2 separate regions of the Mus musculus genome follow, and region 1 is linked to region 2. A link is a contact called in public promoter capture Hi-C data. All regions are on one chromosome and are shown on one strand. Each heading gives the region's core, a stretch centred on a gene start, on an enhancer-like site or on the middle of the called end of the contact. The rest is flanking DNA. Distances are from core to core; before and after follow the strand shown.

What was found. Capture Hi-C pulls out chosen DNA fragments and counts their contacts.
Region 1: a promoter capture Hi-C map of liver shows a contact between it and region 2, with 2.8 times the contacts expected there. The contact joins the promoter of Stk17b here to the promoter of Nabp1 in region 2. A contact is called at or near these places in 1 of 39 promoter capture datasets (erythroid cells), 2 of 484 Hi-C or Micro-C datasets (B cells and rod photoreceptor) and 2 of 9 other capture datasets (adipose tissue and liver).

What each region holds. Positions count from the first base shown.
Region 1 is chr1:53,782,727-53,789,756 of GRCm38.p6, forward strand. It overlaps Stk17b (serine/threonine kinase 17b (apoptosis-inducing)), which reads right to left and starts at 2,489. Exons shown (of 8, transcript NM_133810.3): 1 at 2,348-2,489.
Region 2 is chr1:51,476,837-51,483,097 of GRCm38.p6, forward strand. Nabp1 (nucleic acid binding protein 1) reads right to left here and starts at 1,563. Exons shown (of 6, transcript NM_028696.3): 1 at 989-1,563; 2 at 642-780. The coding sequence starts at 1,079.

The sequences.
Region 1 (7,030 bases), core at 1,239-3,738, 2.3 Mb after region 2:
CTAATAACACCTCTGAAATAATGTTTGTTCAGTAACTGTTACAATGTAAACTGGAATCTAATTCTTAAAGGGTTAAAAAAACAACTACCATTTTACAATTAAAATTTCTCAATGCTTAAAGTACATCCTCTTTTGCACTAGTTGGAAAAAGCAAAGTGATCAATCAAAATATATCATGTATAAATATAAATTCAAAAAAGGGGTTCATTTACATGCACAAGATAATTAAAAAGAATATTTCTCTGTCTTGAACTCAGTTCAAAAACACATCCTTTTCAAAATAGTCTGGTATAGATAATATAAACTATGTGTAGTTGCATATATAGCTCTTTTGGCAGAGTACCAACTTGCATGCACAAGGCATAGGTTCAGTCCCCAACAGTGCCATATAAGTAGACAAATAATCAAAATTGAGCTGATAGTGCGGGCCTTTAATTTCAGAACTTGGAAGGCAGAGCCAGGCAGATCTCTTGAGTTCAAAGCCAGCTAAGTCTATAAAGTGAGACCCTGTCTCAAAAGACAAAAAGCCTTTAAAACTGGCAAGCAAGACTCAAGTGTAGAGTAAATGTCAAGATGCAGGAGGTAAGAATTTTAGACACAGGAAATAAGCATTATAATATATCATATCTTGAGAAAATTTAGTTTTAAACTGAGTCTCTAAAAAACTGGGAGATTTTGACACAGAAATTCTTCCTTATAATTGTCAAGCAGCTACAAAACAAACCAATGAAAACATGGTTATACGTTCACTTAACCCCAATGACAAACTGTTCACTGTCAATACACACTGAAAAATGAAATTAGAAGTGTCTGCCATTAAATGCCTACATTGTCTATAGACATTAATTTAGATATAAATGGTAGACTGTTGATTTATGAAGTTTCTACTAAAATGCCACTTCTACCTTAACCAAAATGTAATTTTTTTCTTAATATTTTATTACATGCAAGTTTAGAGGTCAGAGGACAAGCTGTAAGTGTAGGTTTTCTCTTTCTACCATGTAGGCCCTGGGGATAAGGACATTTGAGTTGGTGTCAAGAACCTTTCCCAGCAGAGCCATCTCCTGAAACTAAATTCTTACTTTAAAAAAAAAAAAAAAAAAAAATCCAAGAAAAACTATTACCAATCTATCCACATACAAAAAATTTTGAAATCACAGAAATATTACTTCTCTAACTTAAGCATACTGTCATGTAAGTAAATTTACTTTAATAGTAAACCTTCATTCCAGAAAATTATCTAAAATGTATGTGTATCTCAAAAAAACCAATTACTTGAAATATTAAAACTACCAAAAAATTAAATTAATATCAAAAAGATTAGGTGAAAAGACAGGTCTAAAATTTGGTCACGATTTCCATGGACTAGTGTTTTTTAATATACACAATTTTAAGGCACTGTGATTCAATTTTTATGAAGTTGTTGAAAACCATTTCTGGGCATCTCACTGTGAAGACTGTACCAATGAGAAAGGAGTTTATATCTCTCCATAATAAAACTGTGCTCCTGGAGTTCTAAATTCCATGTTACATATGCCTCCACTTGCCTCGTTACCTCTGCAGACCTTGCTGCTCAAGGCACAGCCTCTCTCCCAGTCTTGAACACTTAAAAAGTCCACACGGTATCAAACCTGCCGGCGAGGTTCGGTGTTATCGGTACCATGTATGTAAACATGACGTCAGCCAAACCCTCAGTGAATGTCACACTGCAAGCTAATGATTATGGTTGAAATTCCTAGGCTTTCAGAAGTATTTCTTAATTCCAACTTGCAAGCTGAAGCCAGCGCTTCTCTAGTCCCAGCACAGCCACGGCCACTAGCCACCAGCCGGCCGGCCGTGAAGTTTCTTTCAACTTTGTCTCCACTCATCTATATCCCGAGAGTGAAGCCAAATTAAGCGCTTTTCCCACGGTAAGGCCGAGTCGGGATAAAGATCCAGACCGTGGCCATGATGTGGCTGTCTAGTCTGAGGATGGGTCACAAGTACAGAAGAATTCCCACTGCTTTAAAGCCAAAAAGTCACGGAAACAGCTGTGGCTCCCCACGCCGGGACTGACAGCGGCCCACGCGATGACCGCAAAGTTTCTCCCAGGCTGCTGGCCGGACGCGTCCACCCGCCCCGACGTGAAGGCGTCCCGCGCCCACAGCACGCGAGCCCCGGAGCCACCCGGAGGACCACGTCGAGACGCCGCGGAGGCTATCGGGCATGGCCGCGCTCAGGGACGCCGGCTCTGGCCTTCGGGCTCGCCGCAGGGTCCCCGCGCCCCCACACCGACCGCTCCGCCGCAGCTCCGCGCCGTCGCGGGTTCTGCCCTCCCTCCGACCGGGCCACGGCTACACGGGCTCACCTCGCACTCTTCCCCACAACGGCTGGTCGCCGTCAGCCAGGCCCCTGTGAGGCGACTCCCGGCGGCGACCGCACAGACGCTGACCGACGCTTCTTACAGTTGAGGTTTGAAAAGTGCAGCCGCGTCTGGGACACTGTACTTCGACACAGACTCCGCCCTCTGCTGCCCAAGAGCCAATCGGAGCGATTACGGAGGGTGGGGTTGTCACGTGGGGGCGGGGCGGGGCGGCGGCCGGCAGCGCGTGCTGTGAGGCCGGGCCTCAGGAGGGGGGCGGGGAGTGGGCGGAGCGCCGAGCGCCTGAAGACTTGGTTGCTGGATGTAGCCTAGAACTGGACAGTGTGCAGGCCGGGTTGGGGGGGGGGGGGGGTCCGCGCCTCTTTTCCCACTTTTTCCACCTTCAGAGTAGTTCCGGGATGTGTAAGTATCGGGACACAAGAGATGAAAGAAGCCGATGTCCGGGCTCTTTGACTTGTGATGATTAAAGTTCTGTGTTTCAAATCTTCCTTGTCCTCTTCCTTACCTCCTGAACCTACCCTACAAATAGAGATTCCAGCTTGCTATGGGTTCTTGAAGCCATAAATAGGACTCCAGGATCCTAGTCTCTACAGCTGGATGTCTTAAGACACTAACTAGCTCAAGACACTGTAGGAGAATCTGAAGATGAACTAATTGCTGGTTTACTGTGGTAGGGGAAATGAGGAAAACTTGTACCTGCTCAATGCCCATTGCTACTTTCTTTCTTTCTTTCTTTCTTTCTTTCTTTCTTTCTTTCTTTCTTTCTTTCTTTCTTTCTTTCTTTCTTTCTTTCTTTCTTTCTTCCTCCCTCCCTCCCTCCCTCCCTCCCTCCCTCCCTCTCTCTCTCTCTCTCTCTCTCTCTCTCTTTCTTTCTTAGCAGTGTTAGAACACAGGGCCTTTCACATGCTTAGCAAGGGTTCCACTTCTAAGTTCCACCCCCAGGCCCCCAGATCTGTTAACTATTGAAGACTGTTTAAAAACTGAAAGTTTCGTGCTAGATACAGTAGGTTTACATACATATAAGATCCTAGGTTACTTATACGTTTATATGTAGCATCTACACATAGAATCTAGAACTGCTGAAGGGTACTTTTTTAGTAGGTATAAAAAACTATTGGGAAAAATTCTGTGAGTGGAACTCTCTTGCTTTTAGAACATCTTAGCAACCATTTTATGTTCTTCCCCTGTCACATTTAACCAAGATTTCTTCAAGCCATCTGCTTGCCCTTCCAAGCAGTGTATGTCCCAGGACACATGCATTTAAAGTTATCAAAACCATTTCATGAGGTCTGTGTTGTTATTTAGACAGGCCTCAGTATAATGTATTGATTCTTTAAGTGTTGTCAAATGGATAATGTTGCATCTTTTTAGCCAGGGAAGCATAAATGTTAAGGTGTCCACAAACCAATGAGATTGTTCCCATACTTTCTTCCAGGAAACAGCAGCTGCATCCAAAAGTGTCAGTACCAAGGCTTAGCCAGTGCCCTCTTGGAGTTCCTTGTGATCGTTTTTGGTGTTTAGATGTTTGTAACTGTTTTAAACTTAAACAATTCCTTGATCTCCGGCTTTTGAATGTAGAGGCCGTGTTGTGTGTGTTTATGTGGGGTTGTGTGTATCTGTGTATGTGCACGTGGAGGCCAGAAACATTAATGTCAGGTGTCAGTCTCAATACCTCTCCCTTTAGTTTTTGAAACAGTCTCTCCCTGAACCTGTAGTTCAGCAGTTCAGCTTGGCCTGCTGACCAGTGATTTCCATGGGTCCATCTACCTGTATCCACTGGACTTACAGGTGACAGGATCAGGTACCATGTGTACAGCTTTTGACATGGGAATCTGTACTGTGGTCCTTGTGGTGATATGGTCATCATTTTTACCAACTGAGACAGCTCCCCAGCCCATTGCCAGCTTATTAAAAACAAGACAGACAAACAAACAAACAAACAAACAAACAAAAACGACGTTTCATTATGTGAGGAGTGTTTGTGTATGGGTGAGTGTGCCAGAGGAGGTTAAAGGTGTTGCCCCCAACACCCACCCGGAGCTGGAGTTAAATGTCATCAGCTACCTGATGTGGGTACTAGAAACTGAGCTCTGCTCCTCTACAAAAGCAGCAAGTGCTCTTGACCAATGAGTTTCTCTGCCACCACCACCACCACCCTCTTCTTGTCATCAGCTCCACCCCCATCCCCATTGTCACCAGCTTTTAAGCAGTCGTCTTGCATTTTATTTAATTTTGTAAGCAGGTTGCCTTCTCCAGCAATCAAACTCATTGTTGCTTCCAGCGTGCTCACCTGGAATTCACTGGTACGTGACAGACATTGACCTATGTGCTACTTTAATGCTCCTGTTCCAGACTCATTTTTGTCCTAACATCTGCCCTAAGCAACTTAGGGAACAAAGAGGTTTATTTCACTTACAATACCAGATATACAGTTCATCATTATGAGGAAGTCAAGGCAGGAACTTCAGACAGCTAGTTATATCACATCCACTCCAAGAACAGAAAGAGACTAGTTCATACATGCCCAATTGTTTGCTTATGCTCTGCTCTCAGCTCTGAAGCAGTTTAGAAACCCCTGCCTAGGGGATAGTGCTGCCCACAGTGGCCTGGCCTTCCCACATCAGTTAATGTAAGTAAGATAATCCCCGCAGGCATGTAGACTGGCCAACCCAGTGTAGAGAATTTCTTGTTAACATCTTAAGAGATTCTAGGTCAAATTAACAAAGTTAACCATTACAGTCGCATCACCTTGGGCCTGTTGTCAGACTTATGCTCTTCCAAAAGACATTCTGCTAAATTGGCTTGGTCTCTGGTACTGTGATTGAAGTAACAAGTAATTTCCTATTCTGGGGAGAACACTGTGGTCTCTCAAGGAAATTCAAGATTCAGTGCACTCATAGCCATGTATGTTCCTATTGTTATTCCTTGAAGAGGAAATCCTCCTATAGTGTGATGGCTATTCTGCTGTCATTACCTCTGCCCTATTTATTGAGCTGAGCTGATATCCTTGAGTGCCACTGACCAGAAACAGTGGTAAAAGACTAATTGTATTCTCCCAATTCATTTGCGCCTTATATGAACATTAAAATAGAAGAACCGTGTCTTCATCAACGTTTTATTGCCGTGACAAAACACCATAGCCAAAAAGCAAGTTGGGGAGGAAAAGATTTATTCAACTTATACTTTCAGTGCACAGTCCACCACTGTGGGAAATCAGGACAGGAACTCAAGCAGGGCAGGAACCCAGAGTTAGGATCTGATGCAGAGGCCATGGAGTGTACTGCTTACGAGGCTTGCTACCTGTGGCCTCCTTGGGCATGTATGAACTAGTTTCTTTCTGTTCATTGATCTACTCTGTTCATCACCATAAGGATAGGTGATCTTTCCCAGTCCATCCAGGCCAACCATCACATACTGACCAGAAAAACTGATTCTCTCTGATCTCATGTTGAGTGCCTCCAGATAGGGAGGATGGAAGAGGATGGTGTTCTGCACAGAGAAGGCTGCAAACTCAAACTCCCGCAGCATCCTTAAAAAGAATGCCTAGACTGCGTACCAGTTATTTATGTATTAAGGGCTTAGAGTTCAATCCATGTAGAAAGAGGGGGGAAAACACTGCTAACTGTTGTCTTAAGGTTTCTGTTGCTGTGATAGAAACACCACGTCCAGAAGCAACTGGGGAAGAAAGGGTTTATCTCATCTTACACTTCTGTATCATAAGTCACTGAAGGAAGTCAACGCAGGAAGTCAACACGGGAACCTGGAAGCAGGAGCTGATGGAGAAGCCATTGAAGAATGCTTACTACCTTGCTCTCTCATGGTTTGCTCAGCCTAGTCTCTTATATTACCCAGGACTACCCATCCAGAGGTGGCACGACCCAAGGTGATCTGGGCCCTCCCACATCAATCATCAAACAAGGGAATGTACCACAGGCCAATCTGGTGGGGGCTTTGCCTCAGTTGAGGTTCTCTCCTCCAGAATGACTCTACCTTGTGTCAAGATGACATAAAATTAGCCAGCAAACTTGACCATAGCCAAATACTCCAGATATTTGTGGCCAGATTGAAGATAGCCAGACACAGGAGGAGTCAACCATTTTTGTAGAGTGTGGCATAAATCTCCTCCCAACAGAGGAACTCATGCTGGATTGAGATCTGGCCTCCAAAGATATACTCTCTAAAGGATAGAGGAGATATCCTCTCTAAATAACAGGATGCTACTCTCAGATGTCAGTTAAAAATATCAGAGTGCCTTTATCCACAGTACTGTGCACATCACAAATGGGTCAGCCCCTCAAACCAAAGTACTACATCAGACTCCCCTGGCTCTCCTATACCTTGTTAGCAAAAGTAATTAGGGCAAGTCTCTTTAGCTAAGAAATGACTCAGGATGATTCAGGAGTCTTCCTCAAACTGTGACACAATTCATGATGAACTAGAGCCATTCTGCCGATCCAATCGCCTTCTACAGTTTACAGGGGAGGACCTCCAAAGCCATCTGAAAGAAATACTGTGCACATTAGTGATTCTAAGTGTTCTACTATCTATGTTTAAAATATACATTCAGTTAATTTTGATAATGCATTCTTTGAACTTAGTATATCTAAAGTATTTCCATTTCAATATGGAGTGGATATTTTGCTTTCATTTTATTTTATCTTTATTTTA
Region 2 (6,261 bases), core at 313-2,812:
AAAAGTATTCCAACTCCATAACCAACTAAATACTCTGAATGAATCAAAGATTAACTTCTGCCACTGTGTATTATTTTGGGTTTTGTGAAACTCTGATCTTACAGATGAAATCATTTTCAAGAATGAGTATTCCAGATATTCATTCATGTCCATATCACAACGATGAGTATTGAGTACAAAAAAAGGTACCAAAAAAGGAAAGGGGTGGAAGACATTATACTTCATACACGAACTGATTAAAAAGGAAATGTGTCCAACTGGTGTGGCACACAGAACTGATTTCCAGGTATATCTCTGTGAGTTCGAGGACAGACTAGTCTATAGAATTGTTCCAGGACAACCAGGGCTACACAGAAAAACCCAGTCTCCAAGAAAGGGTGGAAAGGGTAATGTGATCTTTTATCAGCCTCACTGATAAATGCTCACTGACTTCCACACGGTATTCTCAAAAATAAAATTAACCTTTAAAATTGGAGGGGAGTTAAATCCCTACCTAAAACAAATTAGCTGTGAAGGTGAGCTGCTCCCAGTGAGGTCCACTAAAACAGCTCCCTTCTTGAAGTGGCCCATGGAAGAGCCAAACAACTTCAGAACCCCGAAGTCGGCCAAACCCACACCTACCCCAATTTATGCACACCTACCCTCTGGTCAACCGAATAATATCCCCTGTCTGTATGAGCCCTCCGATCTCATCCCACACAGAAATAGTGATGCTTCCCGTTCTATCAGCTACTTTGCAGGATCTCACTTCATGGCCGTCTTTGGTTTTGGTCACTCGTCCTGTGAAGATTTAAAAATCAAAAAGGGGAGAAGGAAAGGTGTGTTAGATAAGGAGTTCATTCGAGGGAGCTCTTTCACCCTCCTCTGGCTCGCTACGTGACTGACTTCTGTCCCCGGGTAGGATTCTGGGCCAGGAGCACGTGGGGTCGCGGGCGGGGAAGAGGTCCGAGCTCTCGAGGGTGTGGGGCGGGCTGCGGACCTCACTTACCTATCTCCAGGACAATAAAGACGACATTTAAGTTTTTCAGTCCGGCCTTAATGTCTTTTATAAAAAGTGGAGGGTCGTTGACCCCGTGCATACTGAGGCAGGTGCGGCTACGCTTCAGAGACCCACTAGGCAAGGCTTCCCACCCTCGGGGAGGGGCAGGGGCAGAGCCGGGGAGCAACCTGGGGCAAGATTGGCGACCGGGGTCAGGAAGCGGTAATTCAGGGGCCGGGTAAACCAGCCCTAGAGGCACGGAGCCAAAAGAAAATAAAAATGGAAAAGGGAGGGGAAAAAGACTCTCACAAGTTCAAAAAAAACAAAAAACCAAAAAACAAAACCGAAGACGCACTCCGCACCCTGAGCCCGCTCCCAAGTGGGCGGCGAGCAAACCAGCGTGCGCACTGCCGCCTCCGCTAAGGGAAAAGGGATCAGGAGACGGCCCTGCCCGAGTCCCGCTGTCCCTCACACAACACACGCACACGCGCGCGCCCCCTCCGTCCCAGGCTCAGGGAAGGTACGTGACAGCAAAACGGCAAGGCTGTTCACCAACCGCGCAGCCCGCGTCCCAAGCAGCAACTGGCGAACGCTCCCTCAGGCCGGCTTTATTAAGCCGCGCCCCGCCCCTTGTGGCGTCACGCGACGTCACCACGCCCACTAGCACGCCTCTGGGGCGGAACACAGCGCCACTGAGCTCGCAGCTTCCCTGGATCCTCCCCTACTGTCAGCACAAGCACCGCCTCCCGGCCGACCAATGGTCTCTCGGCCACACCCTCCTCCCGCTGGTCGCTCCACGTCTTCCGGGTTTCTGTAGGGCTGGGTCTTTTGGTGCTCCGAGGGAGACCTGGCTTCTTCTAATTCCTCAGGATCCTTCAGTAAGGCCACCTTTGCCCTTCAGTCCCGCGATCACGTGGAACTCAGATGTTCCGAACCCCGTGGTTAGAGCAAGTATGCAGTTGAGAAGGAACGGAGAGAGTGATCGAGCAGGATCAAGGAGAGAGAAAAAAGGGCGAACTAAAGGTGTCCGAGGCTTCCAAGAGAGTGGTTCCCAGTCGCAGGCAACTTGGCGATCAACCTTCGTACTTTAGAGGTGTTTAAATTGGGATCCAGAAACACGAGGTGGTCTTTTTAAAAGTAACTTGTAAATAAACCTCTTTTCATGCTGATAATAGCCATACATAGTTAAGTTCCACAGATATTTCATTTTTTCCTTAACCCTTTTCTTTAAATTGCACTTGGCTTTTATATAACTAAGATGAGTTAACCATACACTGGTGAAGGGGAACCTTAAAACAAAACCTGAAAGGGAGGGTTGTGCTTTGCCACCAAACAAGCTGGAGGCTAATTGTGTGACCTTGAAATTAGTTGGTTAAGCTTCCTAGCCAGAATTTAACAATCTGAACAATAAAACTAGGATCCTTGCCTCATAGAGGATAAAATGGGGTCATAAATAAATTGCCCAAGTACAGTCGCAAATAGATCTGTGATCAGTATTTCTTTTCATCAATTTTCTATTGAAAATAATTACCTGTTATTTAATCTCATGGTGAGTGATAATTTTAACCCCCGTTTACAAGTAATAAAACTCACTAGAGAATAACCAAACTGGATTTCAATTTAGGCAATCTTGACCCTAGGAGGCTTCAACCAGAAGTATTTTATGTTTAAGTAGTATGATTGTAACCCTCCAAAACAGATTGAAGAAATGGGAACAGCAGAGTATATTCTAGCATGTTAGAGAATCATATAAGCAAATACTGTGGAAAATAGAAAATGTATATATCAAAAACACACTTCTTTTTCTTTTTAAGGATAATACCGAGAAACAGCATAGAGAAAAGTTTAAGAATAAATAACAAGCCATGTTAAGAACATTGAGCAGCCTAGAGGTGAAGCACACCTTTAATCCCACCATTCAGGAATCTCAGGCAATCTGTGAGTTCAAGGTCAGCCTGAGCTACACAGAAACCTTGCCTTGAAAAACAAACAATATAATAGAGCAAAGTTGTGGCCAGGGATCTGGGTGGGGTGGGGTGGGGTGGGGGACCTAGCCACTCCCTGAATTCTCAACCATTTGCCCTCATAAAAAGGACTAAGAGGGATGCTCAGAATTATTTATATACACATTCCTTAAAGAGGTCCCAAACACTAAGAGACCAGGCCCTGTAGGGGTGTGCCCTAGGTGGGTTCTCGGGGCTGACCAACACTGAGAGGAGAGGTAGACAGACTCATGCACCCTATCCCCAAACCAGAAGACATCTCCAACTGATTAACGGCTCACAAATGAATATTAGTTCTAACAGTTTCACCTGGGCTACAAAAACAACTCAGTGACATTTTGGGAGGTTCTTTGTCTCCTAACGTCTCGTTGGGACTGTTTTGACTGGTCCTTACTGATTGTATATTATGGTTTCTGGTTTTGTACTATTTCTGTGTGTTTGAAAGAGTGTCACAGTGTCCATCTGATTCTTGTGCTTTTTTTTCCTTATGTTTTGTTTGTTTTATTATAATTTTTTAGATTCCTGTTTATTTTCTAACTGAGAAAGTGAATTTAGATGGGAAGGGAGGATCTGGGAGGAGTTGGGATATAATCAGAATATATGGTATGAAAAAAAAAAAACTATGTTCAATAGAACACACTTGCATGCCAAGAGAGGGAGGAGAGAGAGAGAGAGAGAGAGAGAGAGAGAGAGAAGAGAAGAGAAGAGAAGAGAGAAGCAGGCACTCTAAAAAGCAGAAGCTACTGCACAGGGCTGTCCCTCTGTCCCTGCCCTTCCTGGCCCTCCCTCCACCCAAGACAGACTCAGCTGATCCTCTCACTTCCTCCCCTAGCACAGAGCTCCCACAATAAAAATGGCACCACTTTCTCACAAACCCACAGGCAGCCTTGAGAAACTGCAACAAGAACACACAGTTCAATGGAGAGCATAGGTTTCAGCAACTCCTAAGTCACTTCTCAAAGATTATAGTTGATTAAGGATAAAATCAACTATGGGTGTGATGGTCCAAGCTCTTAAGGCAGCACTAGAGGCAAAGGCAGATCAATTGCTAAATGGTCTACACAGTGAGTTCCAGCCCAGCCAAGGCTACAAAAGGGAACCATCTCACAGAAAAAAATAAATAAATATATATATTAGACTTTTGCTGAGGCTGGAGAGATGGTTCATGGTTAAAAACATTGGCTGCTCTCCCCGAGCAGGCCCTGGGTTTGATTCCCAGCATACACAGGCAGGCAATACATATTTGTGGTACATAAACATACATGCTGACAAAATACCAGTACTCATAAAAATTAAAAATAAAAAGATAAAAACTTGCTATACTCATGTAACCATTCCCTAGAGTATATGCTGGCATGCATTAAGCATCTACTACATATCTGGCTCTGAACACTCCTCACAATTAGATTCAGTAGCTCTCTCAATGATACATGTTTCGTGACACCCCCCCCCCCAAAAAATCTGAGCTTTAAACCCTTATGCTTATAAAACTTTTTCTTTAAAAGAATATAAAATGTGTAAATCACTAGTTATCTAAATTTGTAATTGACTTTTTTGAAGGATTTGTAATTCAGAATAATCCCCAATGCCTGCTTGGGGCTGGAGGTCAGTGAAATATTCTAGAGGATAATGAAATTTTAGTTCCTCTTGGAAAGAAACTCATTGTTAAGTAGATTAATTCAAAGCATATTACTCTGTAATAATGAGGTAGGCAGCTTTGGCGTCTATGTTCTGAAACAGTTTTGGCTTTTATGTTCTATGTTCTATGTTTTCAGTATATCTTACCTCTCAATAGTTTCCTGAATTTGCTATTTATGGAAAAAAGCAAAAGTATATTGCCCAACAGAACTATATGGAAACAAATAACATATTATTGGTTCAAGTATATATATCATGATTTTCATACTTAAAGGATGTTGTAGACAATGCTCCAAGTCGTATGTCTAAAGAGCCTGGATAGGTCGGAGCTTCCACAAGGTCACAGTTGGAGCTTCCACAAGGTCACAGTTGGAGCTTCCACAAGGTCACAGTTGGAGCTTCCACAAGGTCACAGTCGGAGCTTCCACAAGGTCACAGTTGGAGCTTCCACAAGGTCACAGTTGGAGCTTCCACAAGGTCACAGTTGGAGCTCCCACAAGGTCACAGTTTTACAGAACTGTGAGAATGCTTAATCTGGATGTTTCCAAGAGTTGCTACTGTTTAACATTTTCCTGGTGTCCTTTGTAAAACTGAATGTACAAGCAAATACATAAAATAATGTAAAAACTCAGTGGGGAGGATCTCAGAGTTCTGCTGCTTAACAAGCCATACCAAAACGATTAAAAAAAAAATTTAAAAGAAGCATCAGTCTCTATCCTCACACCAGACACATGTTGACTAGGTTTCAGGACTGTCCTAAAATTCCATTTACAAGCTGGTTTGTTGGCCAAGACCTGTAATCTCCAGCACTTGGGAAGCTTAGGCACAAATGCAAGGACAGCCTCAGCTATGTATCAAGACTGCACAAAAGGAAAAACAAGGTCAAGATCACCAAATTCTGACTTCACTACAATAAAAAGTGGATACCCAGCTCTTATTTGGGGGCACTGTGAAGTTCACACATGCACATAGACACCCACACATCACCATGAAGAGTCGGTGCTCTGTATTAAGGTTCTCTGGATGAACAGAATTGACATTAAAAAGGGAATTTGTTAAAGTGGCTTATAGGCTGTGGTCCAGCTAGTTCAATAATGGCTGTCTCCTTGGCCAAGAATTCAGTAGTTCTTACTCTGTGAGATTGTATATCCTCTGATGGCCTTCAATCCCAAAGAAGTGGGGACTGAAAACCTTTTATTTTGTAGATGAAAAAAATAAAACTGAGCAGTGGTGGTCCACAACTCAGGAGGCAGAGGCAGGCAGATCTCTGAGTTTGAGGCCAGCCTGATCTACAGAGGGAGTTCAGGACAGCCAGGGCTAAACAGAGAAATGCTATCTCGAAAAAAAAAAAAAAAATACAAGCCACAAGATGTTAACAGGAAAACCATCTAGAGTTACTAAAGAATTCCTATGTTCCAATCGATCACCAACAGTAGATAATACTATGGAAAGGATAAACAACTCACAATTGAACTTTCTCAAGTTGAGACAGATATCAACATTCAACATGTTTAGAAAACACCCCCAGGTAATGGCCATCAATGTACACCAGAGTCTGAAAAACACAGCCAGATAGGAGATAGTGTTAGATCAAAAATGTTTTCCACTTCCCTATACATTCCCTGGACCAGTGTTTCCTTA